2 separate regions of the Ovis canadensis genome follow, and region 2 is linked to region 1. Evidence: chromatin contacts called from public Hi-C data. All regions are on one chromosome and are shown on one strand. The core of a region is the stretch at or near the end of the contact, and the rest is flanking DNA. Distances in the headings are between cores, read along the strand shown. Region 1 has its middle 30 kb from the start of CPN2. Region 2 holds the start of HES1 (hes family bHLH transcription factor 1).

Region 1 (3,665 bases), core at 826-3,325:
AACAATCACAAATTGTTTATTCCCCCGCCCCACCACACCCCCAGCTTTGGGGGAATGGATGGAAACGAAGGGAGAATGTTAAAATGCATGTATCCCTTCAAAATTGAGATAATCTTACAGAGAACTTTGGTGGTTCTCTCACTCCAGGCTCTGAAGCTAGAGCTTTACGTATCAGCCACTTGCTGGGCTCTAGAAAGCCTCAGTCTCCCTGAAACTCCCACCAGCGTCTGTTTCCTGCATCACAGCTCGGATGGCTTCTCATAGGGTCCTGGACAGAACCCAAACTCATCAACTTTAAAGTCCCTCGTCCCCATCTCTGTCCAGCCTCAGCTGCTTCTTTTCCAGTCAGACATCCTGTTTACAGATCCCAGACGGGACACGGTGGGGGTGGGGGTGCGGTTCTCACCTTTGTACCTTTTGAGGGCAAAGCGGTGAGTGGAGTGGTCAGGAGTGTGAGGTCCAAACTCGGGCACATTCAAAGTCCACCATGCCCTGCTTGTGAGGGCCACACAGCCTCCCAGACCCACAGTGCGCATCCCTCCAGTGTCCGTTTGCTCCAAACGCCATCCTTCCTCCCGCCCTCATGGGCGTCAGAACTCCTAGTCCTGTGATATCTATTCCACAGTCATTTATTTGTATATGTCTCTAGCCTTTCCACCTGGACTCTGTGTACCCCTCAGAGCACCTGCATGACAAATAACAAAGATAAATATAGAAATCCATTGTGAACTTCGATCAGAGCCCTCCATCCCCTCCACTTTGGAAAGACCGGATGACCGGTATATCCTCTCTGTAAGACAGGTGCCTGTAAGAAAGGCCTCGGATCTGTCTTTTCCCTGAGAAGTCAGAAAAATAATCATGAGCGAAAAATGGGTGTCAGTCTCTATACCCTTAAAGTCAGTGGCTGACCCTCAGCTCTCAAACCCAGCCCCTCCTGAGTCACCCTGTGCAGGCCGCCTCCCACAGTGTTGCAGTTTGCCTGTGTTCCCACTCCCTGCCTCAGCGTACTCCCAAGCAGACAGGACAGGAAAGACCTGGGCCTCCGCAGGCTCCCTTGAGCGCGAGGTGCCTGACCCATGGATGATGAAATCATAACTCACAGGACTGTTCCTGGGATGAGAGGGAATATTTATGAATAGATGAAACTTGAGGGGCCCAGGGTGACTGACCCTTGGCGAGTTCCTTCCCGGCCTGGGGCCTTCCTTTCTCCCATCTGTCATGCAGGAGAAATGGGTCAGGTAATCTGGAATGTCCCATCCAGCTCTCTGACCCAGAGGTTTTGGGGAGGATGTGGAGAGGTTTTGCCAGCACTCAACACAGTCTGAGCCTGTGAGGCCTGACAAAACGCTGTTTAGAGCGTGCTTCTAATCCTATCATATGAATTGATAATTTAGATTATCAGTAGATTCTGATTCAGTGGATCTGAGGTGGGGCCTCAAGTCTGCGTTTCCAGGCAGTTCCCAGGTGATCTCAGGGCTGTGCCCTGCCCCTCCATGAGTCATGTAGTTCAGCCCTAGGTCCTCAAGGTGGGTCCTGGGAACCAGAGCATCAGCGTCACCTGGGAAACTGCTAGAGCTAGGAAGTCCCCACCACACACGTACTGGGGCAGAAAACTCCAGTATTGCCAGGCCGGCACCTGGCAATCCTTGCCTTAACAGCCTTCCAAGTGACTCTGATGTAGGCTCAAAGCAGTAGAACCAGTACTTTAAGGGAACCAGAACTGTACTTGGTGGACCATAGCAAACACCTCAAGAGTTTTAAAAAAGACTGGCGCCTAGGTCCCGCTCCAAGGGGTTCTAATTTAATTAAGGTGGGGTGTCTCCTGGGCACTGGGGTTTTGAAAAGTCCCTCACACGATTGAGATGTGATCGCTCTGAATGTTAGAAGGTATCAAAGATGTCAGACCCACACCAAGGGCTGCGGGGCTCCTGGACGCGCTCTCCAGGATATGGCCACTAGGGCGCGCTGTTGCGCCGCCTGGGAGGCCGCCGGGCGGACGACTGAGACTCCTCCCAGCCCGGGGCTGGAGGGGCTCCGAGGCTGGGGGAGGGGGACCCGCGGGAGCGGCTCCCGGCCGAGGCGGCCCTCCTCCGTGCATCTGTACCTAGTTAGAGCTGGCCCCGGCCCCACCGCGCTTGACGTCAGGGCTGTGCTCGGTGCTGGGGAGACGCGGCCATTGCAGTCTCGAGTCACGAGTTGCTTCGCCCGGCCAGCCATGCTGCCTGCCTCCTCCAGGCAGGGCGCCGGGCTCACCCTGGGTATCCTTTGTTCATGCTCCTTGGATGACGCGAGATCTCTTCCCAGATTCCACCGGACTAGAGCAGCAATGTCCTTTCCCATTCCCCGGCAGCTCCCTGCCCCTCCTCTACTTTATGAGGATCCCCGAAGGTCCCCGGAAATCCCCCAGACCAGGTACCTCCAGGCCAGATCCTTGGATCTTCCACTTCAGCTGCAAGAACCAAGTCTTACCTTTCTCCTTCTGAGTTTTTCTTCTTCCTGGCTCTCCCCAGCTCAGTTCCCGCTGCCTACTCCTTTTCTCTCTTATCTGAGGTGTGTAGATCAGATATTTCAACCTGATAATGTTCTTATATGCAGGAGCGGGAGAGATGGGGCCAGAGATTGCCTCCCTTGAATATGACTGACAAGGCAGTTGTCTTTGTAAGGAACGTTGTCTATGGTGGTGAGGAGTGAGTTCTGGTTGTTGATGAAAATTTAGTTTTAAAAAAAAACCAGCTCCTTCCTTGAAGCCAGGATGGGAGTTTATTCTAGAGGAGACTGCCCAGTCAGGTGCAGTGATCTTCTCCCTCTCTGGCTTCCCCTCTGGCTGAGGATGTCCCTGGAGTTGCTTTCCCAGCAGGCATGCCAGAGCTGCCTTTATCATAAAGACTCCCATTTCACCCGATATTGCTCCCCTCCCCCATGCTTGATTTTCTGGGCCTCTGTGTGAAATTTCATCTGGAGAAAAGTTTTGTGGGTAAAAGCAGCCTGAACACCTCTGGTCTGGATGATGTCTGATGACTCTCTGGGCTTCAACAGCTCATAATTTTAAAAAGAGGAGAGGAGGTAATTCTGGGAAGCAACAGGCAGGCCTGATTCCTGCTCTCTTCTTGACCTTCAGTGCGCCTGGCTCCTTCACTTGACACCCCTGCCCCCTCCCAACCATGACCAGCCAGTGAGGTGGGCATTCCTTGCAGTCCCTGAAGGGGGAGAGGCTGCTGGGGTGTTGGAAAGAGACACAGACCATCAGCACTGGGCAGATGACAGGAAGCCAGGCCAGCCCAGATGGGGAAACCGAGGCCCAGAGAGGGAAAGGACATGTTCAGGGTCACACAGCTGGTCTGCAGCATGTCCCTTCTCGAGCTGATTCCTCAGAAGCCCCTGGTAGGGTCCCTCAGGGCCCCAGACGCAAGATTGGACACTGTTAGGCAATGTTGAAGGAGTGATGGCTGGGTTCCAAAGGGAGCTGGTTTGGTTTAATTTGAGAAATGCTAGTCTCTCCTTGAATCTAATGAATGACCCCTTGCCAGAGGCAGATGTCCTTCCAGGGCTCAGCCTGACCCTGGGGTCTCTGACCCAGCAGGACTGGTTGGAAACAATTGCCCTAGGACTCGGGAGATTTCACCTGCCAGGCACCAGTCCCTATAGACAGAAGGCCAGGGAAGAGA
Region 2 (3,665 bases), core at 561-3,060, 160 kb after region 1:
TGCAGTTGGCCAGGTGGCCGAGGAGTCGGGTGCGCACCTCGGTGTTAACGCCCTCACACGTGGACAGGAAGCGGGTCACCTCGTTCATGCACTCGCTGAAGCCGGCGCGGTACTTCCCCAGCACGCTCGGGTCTGTGCTTAGCGCGGCTGCGGGCCAGAAGGAGACGGATGGGTCACCGAAAGGCCCTGGCCCCGAAGCCATCGCCTCCGCCCTGGGAGGTCCTCGCGGCGCGCCTCCCTGACCACCCGCCCGCGGAACTGCCTCTGGGTAGCCGGCTGGGTTTAGAAAAACCCTCCACCTAGCCACACTAGCTTGGCGACAGACCCCGAGACGCTCCCTCTCCATTCCCTGTCGCTTCATTTAACCCGATCTGAAGCCTCAAATTTGCCTCCTCCCCACCCCCGCGCGATGTGACCTTGGATAGTGCCCTTCCCCCTCTTCTGCACCATCCGAGCCTTATTTCCCCTTATGTAGCGGGCGAGGAGGGCGTGCTAAACTAGATGACCCCAAGCTCCACGCAGCTTAAAAACCACCACGGTTCTAAATCCTTTCACCCCCCCCCCCCCCAATCCGCTTCCCCCACTGCCAAGCCGCCCGCCGCCCGCCGCCCTCGCCACTACAACCTCTCTCCCTCCCTTTCCGGAACAGTAACAACTTGGAGTTGTGGCTATAAATAAGCCCCAGACCGTGGGAACGCAAGAGTGAGCCAAGGCAGTAAAATGTAGCTGAATGCCTCTCACAACCACGGGCGGAAGTCTGGAAGAAATCACCGCGGGGCGAGAGAGACGCCGGCAGAGGGGGACGCGGCGAGCCGCTCTCACCCGTCATCTGTGCCCGCTGCAGGTTCCGGAGGTGTTTCACTGTCATTTCCAGAATGTCCGCCTTCTCCAGCTTGGAATGCCGCGAACTCTGCACAGAAGAGGAGGCAAAGGAGGAAAGTGAGAGCCTCGCCAGAGGTTTCGGAATGGTGGGGGTCCGTCCCTCCCCCTGGCCACGGCGGCGACAGCCCTAGACCTCGGCTAGAGGGGCCCAGCTCTCCCGCCTCTGAGAATGCAGTGCAGGCAGGGAAGACCCCGCAGGCAAGGGGATTTCATTCTTAATACCTGGGAGAGAGAGAAAAAAAGAATTACCCACTTACATCTTTTTTAAGAGCATCCAAAATCAGTGTTTTTAGCTGGCTCAGACTTTCATTTATTCTTGCTCTTCGTCTTTTCTCCATGATAGGCTTTGATGACTGTAAAGAAAATTTTTAAAAAAGAGCGCTTGAGTTCCCATGGGACCTGCCATTTCTCCCCGCGATTTTAAGGGAGAAAAGAGCCCCAACCCCGACTTAATTTCTTGGGGGTGCAGGGAAATACAGGTACTGCCCTTACCTTTCTGTGCTCAGATGCTGTCTTTGGTTTATCCGGTGTCGTGTTGACACTGGCTGGGGTAGCAGCCACCGGGGACGAGGAGTTTTTCTCCATTATATCAGCTGGCATTTTCTTTTTCTTTTTTTAATCCCTAGAGAATTTTATTTTTGGAGTTCTTCACACACAAAAAAATTGTCTTGCTTATGTCCCTTTTACTTTATACTTTCTCAAAACTACTGAGCAAGTGCTGAGGGTTTATTATAATATCTTATGGCTACTTGGTGATCGGTAGCGCAATTCCAGGACCAAGGAGAGAGGTAGACGGGGGATTCCGCTGTTATCAGCACCAGCTCCGGATCCTGTGTGATCCCCAGGCCCTGGCGGCCTCTATATATATCTGGGACTGCACGCGAACGGCTCGTGTGAAACTTCCCAAACTTTCTTTCCCACAGTAACTTTCAGCCAATGGGAGGAGGAGACACGCGGCACCGCTCGTGGACCGCGCCCCCCCATTGGCCGCCAGGCACAAGGCCTGGCGGCCAATGGCGCGCGCCTGAGCCCGGGGCACCAGAGGCTACAACGTCAATCAAAAGGATTTTAACCCTTTGCTACTCTCCCTGCTGGCCTTTGCTTTAGAAAGGATTTTTCCGCATTGGGTTTGCTCTAGTTTATTTCTCTTGGGGCTTCGGCCTTTGCTCTTTATTTCCTTTCATATGTAATAGAGCTGCTTTGCCAGTAATAAGTTCATTTGAAATATATATTTTTAAAGGTTTAGAAGGACAGGGATTAAAGGTTATAAATGCAGTGGTTAGAACGGGGGAATGTAAGGGTGTGAGTTACGAAAAGATCTAAGTGATTTCCCTCTCAGACTCCGCACGTTCGGGGGAGGAGGGGGGTGAAAGTTGACCGTGCAAAAAAGGGCAAAAAAATTTTCCTTTTGCATGCAGAAAAGGAAAATGTGCCTCCATCTTATATTTGCAGGTTTTTCAGAGCAAGGTGGTTTTCGATCTCCGCACCCCTCCCCCGATCCGTCCCTCATTTTTCCTCTGGAGTTGGGGGCCTCGGACCCCGCGCTTCCCCAGGAAACAATCAGAATAATTTCCAACTGAGCAGAAAGGAAATGGAATTTCAAATGAAAGGTTAACAAGGGGGACTTTGATGGCAATGCCTCAAGGACGCACGCACGTCCTTGCCAACTTTTCCCTTTCCATCCGCCCCCTCTCGGTTCTGCAGCGCGCCGAGGCGGCCTGCCGAGCGGCAGCCTCTCCCTCCTTCCCGCCCCGCGGGCGGCCAGGGCAGCCTCGGCACCCGGCGCGCGCGGGCCCTTTAAGAGCTACACCAGCCGAGCTGCAGTTTGACATCAGCCGGCCGGCGAGGGCGCGCCTGGAGCCGGAGCACGTGCCAGGATGTTTTATTGCCGCCGCGACTGCGGCCGGGCAGGGAGGATGTGTGTGTGTGCGTGCGTGTGTGAGTGTGTGCGCGCGCCCCGGGGGCAGGGAGGCGGGGGGCGGCGGCGGGCGGCGGAGCGCGGGGGCTGGTTCCTGGTCCCCGGGAGAAGCCAAGAAGGTAAATAGCAGCTGCTGTGCTCGAGCCTGGGAAAACCCCGCCCCCTGCGCCTGGCCTGGGCTCATTGGCGCGCGCTGCGTGTGGGGTGTGTGTGTGTGTCCCTGGGCCCCCCCCTCTCCTCCGGCCCCCGCCGGGCCTGGAATCCGAGGGGGCGGCGGGCTGGGAGCCTAGCCCAGGCGCTGACCAACCGCCCCCACCCCAACTACCCCCGGGCCAAGGTCAGCCCTTCCGGGCGGGGAGCGCACGCCCTGGGGTGGAGAGTGGGGAATTATTCCAACCCCCCCCTCCACCCCTGATTTCGGGCTTGAGGTTTTAACTCCGCCGAAAGCCTCACTTGCAACAGCCCGGGGGAGGGGTGGGGACCTTCTTGTTTGCTCCCTGCCCTGGCCCTCCCTCCCCCCGCGGGGCCCCCGGCGCCCGCCGTGGTCACGAGATGCCTGACCGCACTTAGGAAGCGGCCGGGTCAGCCTCCTGCCTCCGCTCGGCGGCTGCGGTTAAAGCGGCTTCGCGCCGCCCGCCTTCTCTCCGAGTCCAGGGAGGCCGGGCAGCTCCCCCTCGCTGCACCCGGGAGGCCGCCGGCGGGCGGCCGGGAAGAGGCGGGCGGCGCGGGCGGCTGCGTGCTGCCGGCTGGCCGGGCCGCGCGCCGGGAGGAGCCGCCGCCGCCGCCGCCGCCGGGTGCCACGTGGCGGGCGCCGGGCCGGGAGCGCCAGGGCTCTGGCGGCGGCCTCCCTGGGGGATTTGCCGCG

Evidence for each region. A called contact is a pair of places that touch in the nucleus more often than the background predicts.
Region 2: a contact with region 1 is called in a Hi-C map of fibroblasts, with 4 times the contacts expected there. The contact joins the promoter of HES1 here to the enhancer-like site in region 1. A contact is called at or near these places in 2 of 2 Hi-C or Micro-C datasets (fibroblasts and lung).

Annotation. Positions count from the first base shown.
Region 1 is chr1:196,433,121-196,436,785 of ARS-UI_OviCan_v2, forward strand. No RefSeq gene overlaps it. Among named protein-coding and RNA genes, the nearest start is that of CPN2, 30 kb to the left of the region's middle. Within about 2 kb of position 2,076, the one cell type or tissue checked has open chromatin away from gene starts, as enhancers often do. A contact at or near this core is called in fibroblasts, where this site is marked.
Region 2 is chr1:196,589,986-196,593,650 of ARS-UI_OviCan_v2, forward strand. It overlaps HES1 (hes family bHLH transcription factor 1), which reads right to left and starts at 1,811. Exons shown (of 4, transcript XM_069579465.1): 1 at 1,375-1,811; 2 at 1,140-1,235; 3 at 823-910; 4 at 1-147. The coding sequence starts at 1,482.